Regions from separate parts of the Anas platyrhynchos genome. Here region 1 is linked to region 2. A link is a contact called in public Hi-C data. All regions are on one chromosome and are shown on one strand. The core of a region is the stretch at or near the end of the contact, and the rest is flanking DNA. Distances in the headings are between cores, read along the strand shown.

Region 1 (4,588 bases), core at 283-2,782, 350 kb after region 2:
TACCCCCCTTTGTAGGCTCCACCTCCCATTTCCCCCTTCCTAATTGTCACCCCAACTTCCTTTCAAGTACTGGGGAGCAAAGAGGTTCCAGCCTCACGTTATGGCCTGAGCTGTCTTTCTGGGGGAGAAGAGAAGGCTTTGCCAGTTTGAAGGATGTCATTCCTGACCTCTCCAGGAGCTACACAGATACCTGAAAAGGAGCCAGCTCTACTGATGCTTCCAGGAACAACTACATCACAACCACCACTAGTCTTCTTGCGAGATCCCTGCAGGTTCAGTCAAGGAGGACTGAGTGCTCTAGTAGAGCATTTAGTGTCTTGGAGCATTGCTTCACATCTGTTTGACAGTGCACGCATAGGAGACCCAGCTATAGTCAGCAAATAAATAAGAGCTGCTCTGCAGAAGCCTAAGACAGACTTGATGGGACACTGGGATCCCCCCTTGTGATTGACATTCGGGATTTATTGCTTCTGTTAGGCTTCTGTTAGGAAGGAGAACTATCCCCAGCACAGTTCTGGATTTGCACTGCCAGCAAACAGTAGCTGGCTATCTCACTGCTAGGAACAGCCTGGGAAAGAAAGATTTTGACCTCTTTCATCTTGACTGGGTCAAGGGAACACTGACTCTGGTGATGGATGGTTGACTGTAATTCCTGCCTACTCATTTAATCAGCGTGAACAGACAGAAGCATGAGCATGCTCGAAAGAGAAAGCAGCAGTGGTGGAAATCCCAGAGGCACTGCAGAGCAGGGAGGTGTGAAGGGGAGATGCTGAGGGTAGAGCTCTGATATGAGGGACCATGGGGAGGAACCTGGGGCGCATCCTTGGATGAGAGCTGAAAAACTAAAATTACCTCTGCTAGCTGTGCCATTTCAGAGGCTGAAACCATGCTGCATGAAAAAACAGCCCCTGGAGTAGCATAAACCACAGCATGTGCCGCATCCTGCTTGCCTGCTCACCGGCAGCCTGCCTGCCAGCCATAAACACATAGGGGCGTTCAGGCATGGAGGAGGAAGGAGGGGGTCCCGCCATACCCAAAGCTACTCTGACAGCCTCACAACACAAAAGCCAAACAAATCTGCTCTTAAGGGAGCCTCCTGTGCACCAACAGCCAACACCGGCCGAGTTTCAGGCCAGAATAGTTGGCTTTGTCTGACCTCCTGCCTTAAAATAGCGGCCAGTAAAATTTCCCCTTTTCTTGACCCCAGTAACATGCCCCAAACACAGCAGCACCCACACTCTACCCCTCAGCTCAGCAGCCATCCTGTTTCCACAGAACCATACAGCCATTCAGGGCGTTTTCAAATCCAAACCTGGTAGCGTGGCGTACACTAACCTTGTCTTAACTTAAAGCAAACTATCTCAGCTCCCAGAGGAACAGAGTGTTGTATAGCCAACAGGCTGGAAACACAGGAGGCCAGAATAGGCAGTACAGCATCTCCGGGCCCCTGCACAACTAACAACAAGGCAGCTCCACAGCTGCTGAAGCAGAGAAGCAGCACGGCTGAACACATCCAGGTTGTGCTGCCAATGAACAGCCTGCTCCAAAGAAGAGGGGAGCAGTGCAAACCGAGTGCAGGCCCAAATGCCTATTTCTGATGTAACAGGAGTACCCCCTAGTGGGAAAACGGCTTGGAGAAAGCCTTTAAAATCGTAACATACACACACAAACACAGGATTTTACATCTCCCAGAAAATGCAGAGGGTGAGCTTGAAAATGCTACAGAATGTTCTTGAAAACAGAGAGAACCATCACATCGTGGGGAAATAGAGGAATAAAGTCTGATCATCGCTTAGACTGTTAGTTTTTACTTTTCCAATAAATCCATCTAAAAACATAGTCAAATCCACCGTTTCAGGTATTTCTGTGCAGAGAGAGTGCTGGATTGGAAACCAAATAGAGCTCTGCTCGTATTCATGAAGCCAGGCCAAGACTGTTTAAATACCCAAAGGTCACAGAAAAGCCTACGGCTGTGTGTCTTAATCCTGCTTACTGCTTGAAAGCTTCTGGGTGTGGAAGGAGTCTCTGTACTCGTGGCAGAAGCCCAACACATTTCCTGAGGACATCAGAGCTGGTGAAACCGTTTTGCTTTGGCTTGTGGATTAAAGATTTTGCTGTTAGGGGAGGGGGGAAAACTGGGCAAGGACTTGATGCGCTGGACATAAAGGATGCTGAGGATGCTGTAAACTGTATACAGATAGGATCAATACGCTCTCCCCAGTGACCCGCTCTAATATCACACTGACACCGCAGTGACAGGTGCAGTATTAGAACCTCAATAGAGTGGAATTATGTAGTACCTTTGGGACCCTTCCGTGCAAAAGCCTATCTAACCTGAATGTTATATATAGATCCCTTCATCCACTATTGAAATGCACCAACCTCTAGGGGAACGTTTGTGGTGTCTAAGCCTCCAACCCTTCTGATTTGGGCAAAGATAAATACAGTTAGGGAGTCTGAGCTCTTTTGTTTTCAGATTAAAGATCTAAGCACTGTTTCCTGAAAAACAGCAAAGCAGGGAGAGGATTTAAAGAAACACAGTCGACTTTTGTATCTGGGGATTTGACTAAAAAAAATCCATGCCAGACTCAAGGTGATCTTTTCTATAGAGACGTAGCCCAGTGAAGCATCTCAGAGAAATCCATGCTGGTAGTCACGCAATCAAGGTGAAGCAGCAGTGAGGGTAGGAATGCTTTGCAGATCAATTTAGAAAAGGCAAGAGAGGTGACAGGCAGAAGAAAATGGTGGGTTAAGCCCAGCATCTTTTGTGAGAGATGGCATAGTGCTTCCTCTGAATAACTATCAGGCACAACCCACAAATTCCCTACTTTCAGAAAGTGCCAGTTACTCCTCATAAATTTGCCTAGGGCCTCAGAGTCATGGTTCCTGCTCATAAGCATTGAACTCCCCTTTGATCCCACCTCCAGTGCAAACATCCTTCCCAAAAGGGGATGTTGACCGCAGCAGAGCTCACTGCAACCTTCCTGGCTCACTCTCCATCTGGCTGCTTCAGTCTGTGCAGATTTCCCAGCCAAGCACTGACCCAGCAAGGCGCAACGTGAAAATCACAGTAAGATAAAAAGATGCCAGTCCTAGGCACTGATTCCACCCCAGATCCTGCTTATTTCACTGGGAAGCCTCCTGAAAAAATAATTTGCTCACCGTGCAGAAGGGAGGAGCCTGGCCCAAGGTGACTGGGCTGCAGAACTGGACCAGAGCCCAGACCTCTCCCAGAGGTTTTCCTCTACCACAGGCAGTAGGAGGGAGGGAGGCCTTGGCTCTTTGGAGAGCAGAAGGCTGCAAATTCCCCATTCCCTTCTCTGCACACTCAGTTAAACTGACAGATGACTGTATGTGTCCACGAGCCTCCATCACTGCTGAAAGGATGGTATAGATGATGTCTTGGAGACAAAGAAGTACAGGGGAACAAAAAAAATGAAGAGTAGAGAAATTTGAAGTAGATGAGAAAAGAAAGAAGGAGAGATTCTCCAGATATGAAACATGCCATTGCAGAACCAGTGACATGCCTAGGGAAATTTTAAAAAAGTTTAAAGGAAAAGCAAAGCACAAAAAAAAAAAGAAAAAGGATCCTATTAAGATTAATGCTTTTTGGCTTACCATCTCCCTCCAGCATGGCTCTTCCATTTCCATAAACCCATTATCCTCACTGCTGTTTCACTTAATTGGAAAATGTCTATTGCAACCTAGCTTGTTCCAAGACAAACCTTGGATGTATATATAACAGGCACTTAAAAGCTTTCAAATATTTCAAATTTGCTCAACACAATTATGTTAACAAAAACCCTGTGGGACTTTTTTTTTTTAACAAAACAAAAAAATACCAAAAAAACAAAACGCACAAGAATCGTAAAGCATGTGTTCACAGGGCTAGAAATGCCGTTACATTTATCCTGATTAGCATTCACTAAGCTTTTATGTGCACATGCAGTTATTGCCAGGGTAGGGAAGAGGGGAGAGTGGGAAATGACAGTAAATTATTTGGCTAGTGAAGGTCAGGGAACTGAAACAAGGATATCGGTTTCACTGCAGTTGCACAGTGACAGCAGGCTGAACACAGAGGTTGTGCCAAGCCCCATGAGCAGCACCCTTGGGGGAAGCCCGAGCTGTGCTTGGGGAGGGCTGGAGGGAACAGAGGAGCCGTAAGGGCGGCGAGCAGAGCTCCAAGCTCAGGAACTGACTCAGAGGAATGGGACTTCTGGTGGGTCCTGTCGGTTCTACAGCACCGAGCAGCAGAGGAGTTCCTTTGCACCTACTTCTCTCACTCCTCCTTCCCCTCGCCCCCTCTGACATCCCACAGAGCAGCTGGGAGCACTGCTCTGGGGTGACCAAGGCATCAAAACAACTTCTATGTATTCAGATGCTCACTGTGAGAACTGCCTTGGTGCTGGGCACATCAGCCCGACAAGCACTCCAGGACCTGGCTTCCATCAGTAGTTGGCTACAGGACAGCAGGCGTTGTGGGAAGCAGAACAGGAATCAGTTTTCTATCCTGAGAAGTGATAGCTCTACTGGCTTTTAGCTGCTCGTATGATCTCGATAATGAATAAACTCTGCTATTCTTGTCTTA
Region 2 (4,941 bases), core at 1,630-4,129:
GGAAAGTCCCTGCCCCCAGAATAATCGTGGCCTGTGGCTGCAAAGCTGTGCTGGGAAGATCCAGGCCAAGTGTTTTTTGGTATTCCTGCAGCCCATCTGCTCCAGAGGGCACTAACCCCCAGCAAACAGACACACACAATTCTATAGAAATTGATCCTGAGCTCAGAATTTCCTCAGTACAGACCACAAAGAGCCTCACCCAGGGCTCATCCACCAGGTCTAACATGGCGCAGAATAAATCTCCCCTACTCCTTCCCACTTTTTGCAGCAGGAAAGCTGCCAAAACCCAGGCTGTGGGAGCTCTGGATGGAGAGGTTGGCTGCTGAGCAGCAGTGCAATGAGGCCACTCGTGTTTCCATGCCACTTCCAGTAGTAAACTCTAAAAGCCTGCTGATGGGTACAGTTTTGTTGCACAACAAAAGTTTTGGGGAAGCTTGACTGAAATGGTCATTCAGGGTCAAATATAAGGGCAGACTCAGCAGCCTTGCTGGTTTTGGCAGTAGAGGATGGCACCTGCCAGTAATGTGCTCTGCTGCTCTGGGTGAGGATCTCAAGTTTCTGGGCAAAGCGCCACACACGGCCCATCGCTCTGACTTGGCAGGTCTGGAGGGGACAGCTGCTATTACGCTTGGGTTTCTGATTTTCACATATTTTGGATGGAATTGATGTTTGAGCAAAATGTACCACAAGTTTGGAGCCTTTTTGTTTAGCAGAGCAGCGTGCTTGTCTTGTAAAATATTTTAATGATGATACTTTAGCAGAGAGACTGCATTTTTTTTCCCCTTTTCTGCTGCTGTAATCATTAAAAATAAACATTAAACATTGCAAAACACAGGAAATTACACTCGGTATTTCATAACTGGGCTCTGGAATTCTCCAGTTAATGTTTATTCTTTACTTTTGCTGGGATGCTACCTGCCTGAAAGCATAACGAAACAAAACATGACAATCCAGCCCTGAGGAGCTGCAGTGCTAGTATCTGAGGTGCCGAGCTGCTCTGCCCACTGAAAATAGCCAAATGCCTAGCTTTGCCCTAGATTCTATAGCCCACAGGTCACACACATACTTTCCTATTCTTGCCTCTGGTTAATTTTTGTTTGCCTCGATCTCTTCTCCAGGCTGTGCTCAGTAGAGGGCAGCCTTGTCACACCCATAGGCGCACCAGCAGGCACGCTGTATTTTTTTTTTTATGTTTTCCCTGCTGCTCTTCTGTGATCCGTGTGGGTGATGTCCTGTGAAAAAGGCATTAATTCTCCATCCTAACACTTCCAGGCACATCTCTCTGTGCTTCCTTCCTGGGCCACATATGTCTAAGGGTGGTTATGTTATGGTTTAGTAATATTTCTCATTTGCATTTTCATATGAAATGCCCATTTTGCAGCATTTTTCAGACAACACTACAAGCCTTTCTACATTTTTCAGTCTTTTAGTAGCAGGTGCCGAACAGTTTTGAATATTTGCTCTTAATGCATAGTAAAAATACAGGGCAGATGCTTACAATGCCTAAGTTATCCTTTGAAATTACTGGAGTTACAACAAAGTACAGCAGGATGGAATCAGTAATGTAATATTTAAACAAATTACAAACAACAAGTCTGTTAAACTAAGAAAAGTAATGGGCATATCCTTCATGAAATGACCAGTAGCAATTCACTTAAGTGAAATCATGCAGTGCTTATCTTGGCAGAAAAAAAAAACAAAAACACAACAGATTCCCAGGAAAAACAGTTTTCTTTCATCTTTATCAAGATCTGTTTTTCTTTAACCGTATTCACCGAAACGATTTCTAAATCCATTTTAAAACATACCGCCCTGACACGATAAAACTCAGAAACAAGAGCAGCCAAAACTGAACCACATCACCAGTTTTGCAGCAAAGAGGCTCAGTCCCACCTTTCCTTGATGCAGGAAGTTTCTAATAGATGCTTGTATTGACAAGTAGTCACGCAAGTACTGAGAACATTTGAAAAAATGTACAGGAAGGCATAGGAGGAGAAGCACAGAAGGGTATTGATTTTAGTTCATACCCTTAAGTTTGAGGAATAATCCTGCCAGAATTGCAAAACCATCATGCATAGAATGTGACTGGTGTACCCAGTGGTGCAGAACAATCTTTCAAGATGGGTAGCAGTCATAAGACTCCTATCACAAGCGAATAAAAGAAGCTAAATCAGCAGTCTGGCTTTCTTGACCTTGAAACGAGTAATTGGCTTCATAGTTCTGGGTTGGCAGCCTCCTGTTTACTAACTAGTGCCCGCAGTCATGTCTGTGGGAAGTTCTTCTGTAGGATGCCAAAGCACTAGCACAGACAGGTTCTGCAATTTTCCCGTTGCTTTTGACAACATTTTATTTGGAGAAACAAAACAGAGCGTTCTCAGAAGCAGAGGCTTTCATTTTGCCTTCAAAGTTTGTGATGAATTTTGACTGCAGATTTTTTTGGTGTGTAATATTTTGCGCGCTCCAGTTTCACAGCTTAAGCCAAAATGCAATATTGCAATTTTAATGCGTGAAACCTTTGGTTTGCAGTGAAAACAAGTGCTCTTGCCTCTCACCCTGACTTCATGCCAAGAGAAACTCCTGGCTGTTGCTTGGCAGATCCCCTCCTTGCGTCTCCTCCCTGGTCCTCCCATGCCAGCACTCTGCGTGGAGGCAGGTGGGCTCGCTGAGCCCCGTCCTGCTCCCCGTGCCCGTGGCAGGGGCTGGCAGGCGAGCAAACCCCACATCATCTTGTGCACAGGCTGCTCCCTGCCAAGCCATGCCTACCCAAGCTGGGAGCGCCCCAAAGTGGGCCCGAACGGCTCCTCCCCTGACGTCGGCGAGGTTACACCTCTCTTCCTACGCCTGTCAGCGAACAGCTGGACTTCTCTGGTTACATGTGTGCAACCATTTAAAAAAAACATCCAGGCTGGCTTACTCAGCAGATTATAAAGAGTGATTTACAAAATGCGGCTTTCTTCCAGATCAGCCCGTGCCGTTGTATTTATGTGACTGAAGGTCTCAGCTGATCCGTTCTTTTCTTGTGCAGCCAAGAGGTTTGCAGCAGCAGCACCAGCCACGGCCAGTACAATACTGTAAGTCACCGGCAACGTTTCTTTCTCGCACTTTGGAAGGGGTTGGCGTTTGGTGTGTTCAGTTCCATAACACTTATCAGATTTTTCTTGCATAGGCAATGAGCTGTACGCTGGGGCTGTGCGCTGCCCTGCGAGATGCAGCAGCACTCTGCTGCCTATTTTATTACAGCAGCATGAATGAATGATGCAATCGCGCAGGGGGAAAGCATCATCATTTTGGCAGGACAGGCACGAGGGGATTGGAGAGATAGGAGATGTGTACCGACATCCACCAGGTTCCCCCTACGCCTTTTCAATTACCTTTTAAAAGGCGCCTAAATAAAATGTGCTGTTAGGCACTGCTGTGCAGCTCTCAGTGTGTCGCTGCAAACATTCCATCTCTCGACTTGCTTACAGGTTTCTAGTACTACCTTGTAAACTGAACAAGAAACAAAGAAGTTTGAAGCAGTCTTAGTGACTCTCAGGACTGAATCTCTCTATTCTCACACTGAAAACCACAGAAACTCCTAATTAAGGATGGGTTGAACTTAAAGAGCAGTATTTGCAGGAATATATAGTAAAAATTTGCTTAAATATAGCTAATCTGTTTAAATACATAATCTCTCTTCTAAAGCACATTGCTTATACAGAGAATTATACCTCAACATAGCAAAGCCATGTTACCATATTATTCCCATTTTACCGATAAAGGACTAGCAACAATGAAGGATTAAGTGCTTTGTTTGATACCATGGAAACCCTCCTGTAAACACTCTCATGGGCAGAGTCACACCTGTAGCAGGAACCGGCTCTGAGAAAAGGTTCAACAACAAACTTCTACAAATCCCATACTATAAGCAGCAGTTTCCCATCAGTGCAACAGAAACAGTCTTATATGGCTGCTTTTCTGTTAATCTCACTGAATGTTCAGTGCAATATTTCTCTGCTCTGGGAATATAGCTCACAGTGAGTTTGTTCTCATGCACATCAGGGCAAACTGGGACTAACTTCACTGATGCCAGGGAAATAACTCAGGGCAAAGTGAGACCAAAATGGGTCTTGTTATGGAGCAGTAGCTTTCAATAAAGTGCTCGCACTCACATTATTAAATGTGAGAATGAATCAGAATCACAAACATCAGAGACTGTTTGCACACTGTAGGATATTCCCAAATGATCTCTTAAAAAAAAAAAAACAAAAAACATTTTAAGTAGTATTTCATTAAGATTCACTTAATCTTCATTTTTTTCACAGCAAGAAATATGAACATAATATAAAGTAGCAGTGTGACAACACTTTTGAAAGCTGAAATAAGATAACAAGTCAAGTAGAGTCACGATGGAGATTTTGAGATCTCTTAATGATCTCATCAAAATAAACCAGCCACAGAACACCCGGAGTCCTGAGTACCGTTTCATGTTCCTTTTGCATTAGCAGATCTTGCAGATGTTTCAGTTTTTCACAGTGTGGCAAGTGCCCTTCTTTGAAGGGTCAGCAAACAGAAAAGATTACAGTTGTTTTCCTTTAACATGTGGTCTTACATAATTGCTAGGCTTGCTGCTGTGACTCCGCCCTCTCTGTTACGAAAGAGAACTATTTCTTGTGGAAATGCCAGTTTTTTTCCAAGTGGCCTAATGAAGTACTTAATAGCCTGGAGACAAGGAGATCCATGAGAACTCCACTTCCCCTTGTGATTTCCTTTTTGTTCTTCTCAAGTTTCACCTTTCCCTTTGTCACTTCCTTCTTACACCTTCTTTAGTCTATTCTTTGCCCATTGTTTTTTCTTTTTCTCATTTTCTTCCTTTCATCTTTTCCTCATCGTATTTTATTACCAGACCTGTTGAAATGTTTGCTGCTTGGATAGCTTTCCAGCATGGAAATAATAGAATAG

Evidence for each region. Hi-C and Micro-C count contacts between places; a contact is called where the count stands out from the background.
Region 1: a contact with region 2 is called in a Hi-C map of subcutaneous adipose tissue, with 2.6 times the contacts expected there. The contact joins the enhancer-like site here to the promoter of PSPH in region 2. A contact is called at or near these places in 2 of 8 Hi-C or Micro-C datasets (skeletal muscle and subcutaneous adipose tissue).

The regions. Positions count from the first base shown.
Region 1 is chr20:6,459,784-6,464,371 of IASCAAS_PekinDuck_T2T, forward strand. No RefSeq gene overlaps it. Among named protein-coding and RNA genes, the nearest start is that of LIG3, 32 kb to the right of the region's middle. Within about 2 kb of position 1,533, at least 1 of the 8 cell types and tissues checked has an H3K27ac peak or open chromatin away from gene starts, as enhancers often do. A contact at or near this core is called in subcutaneous adipose tissue, where this site is marked.
Region 2 is chr20:6,110,773-6,115,713 of IASCAAS_PekinDuck_T2T, forward strand. PSPH (phosphoserine phosphatase) reads left to right here and starts at 2,880. Exons shown (of 6, transcript XM_013107785.5): 1 at 2,880-3,071.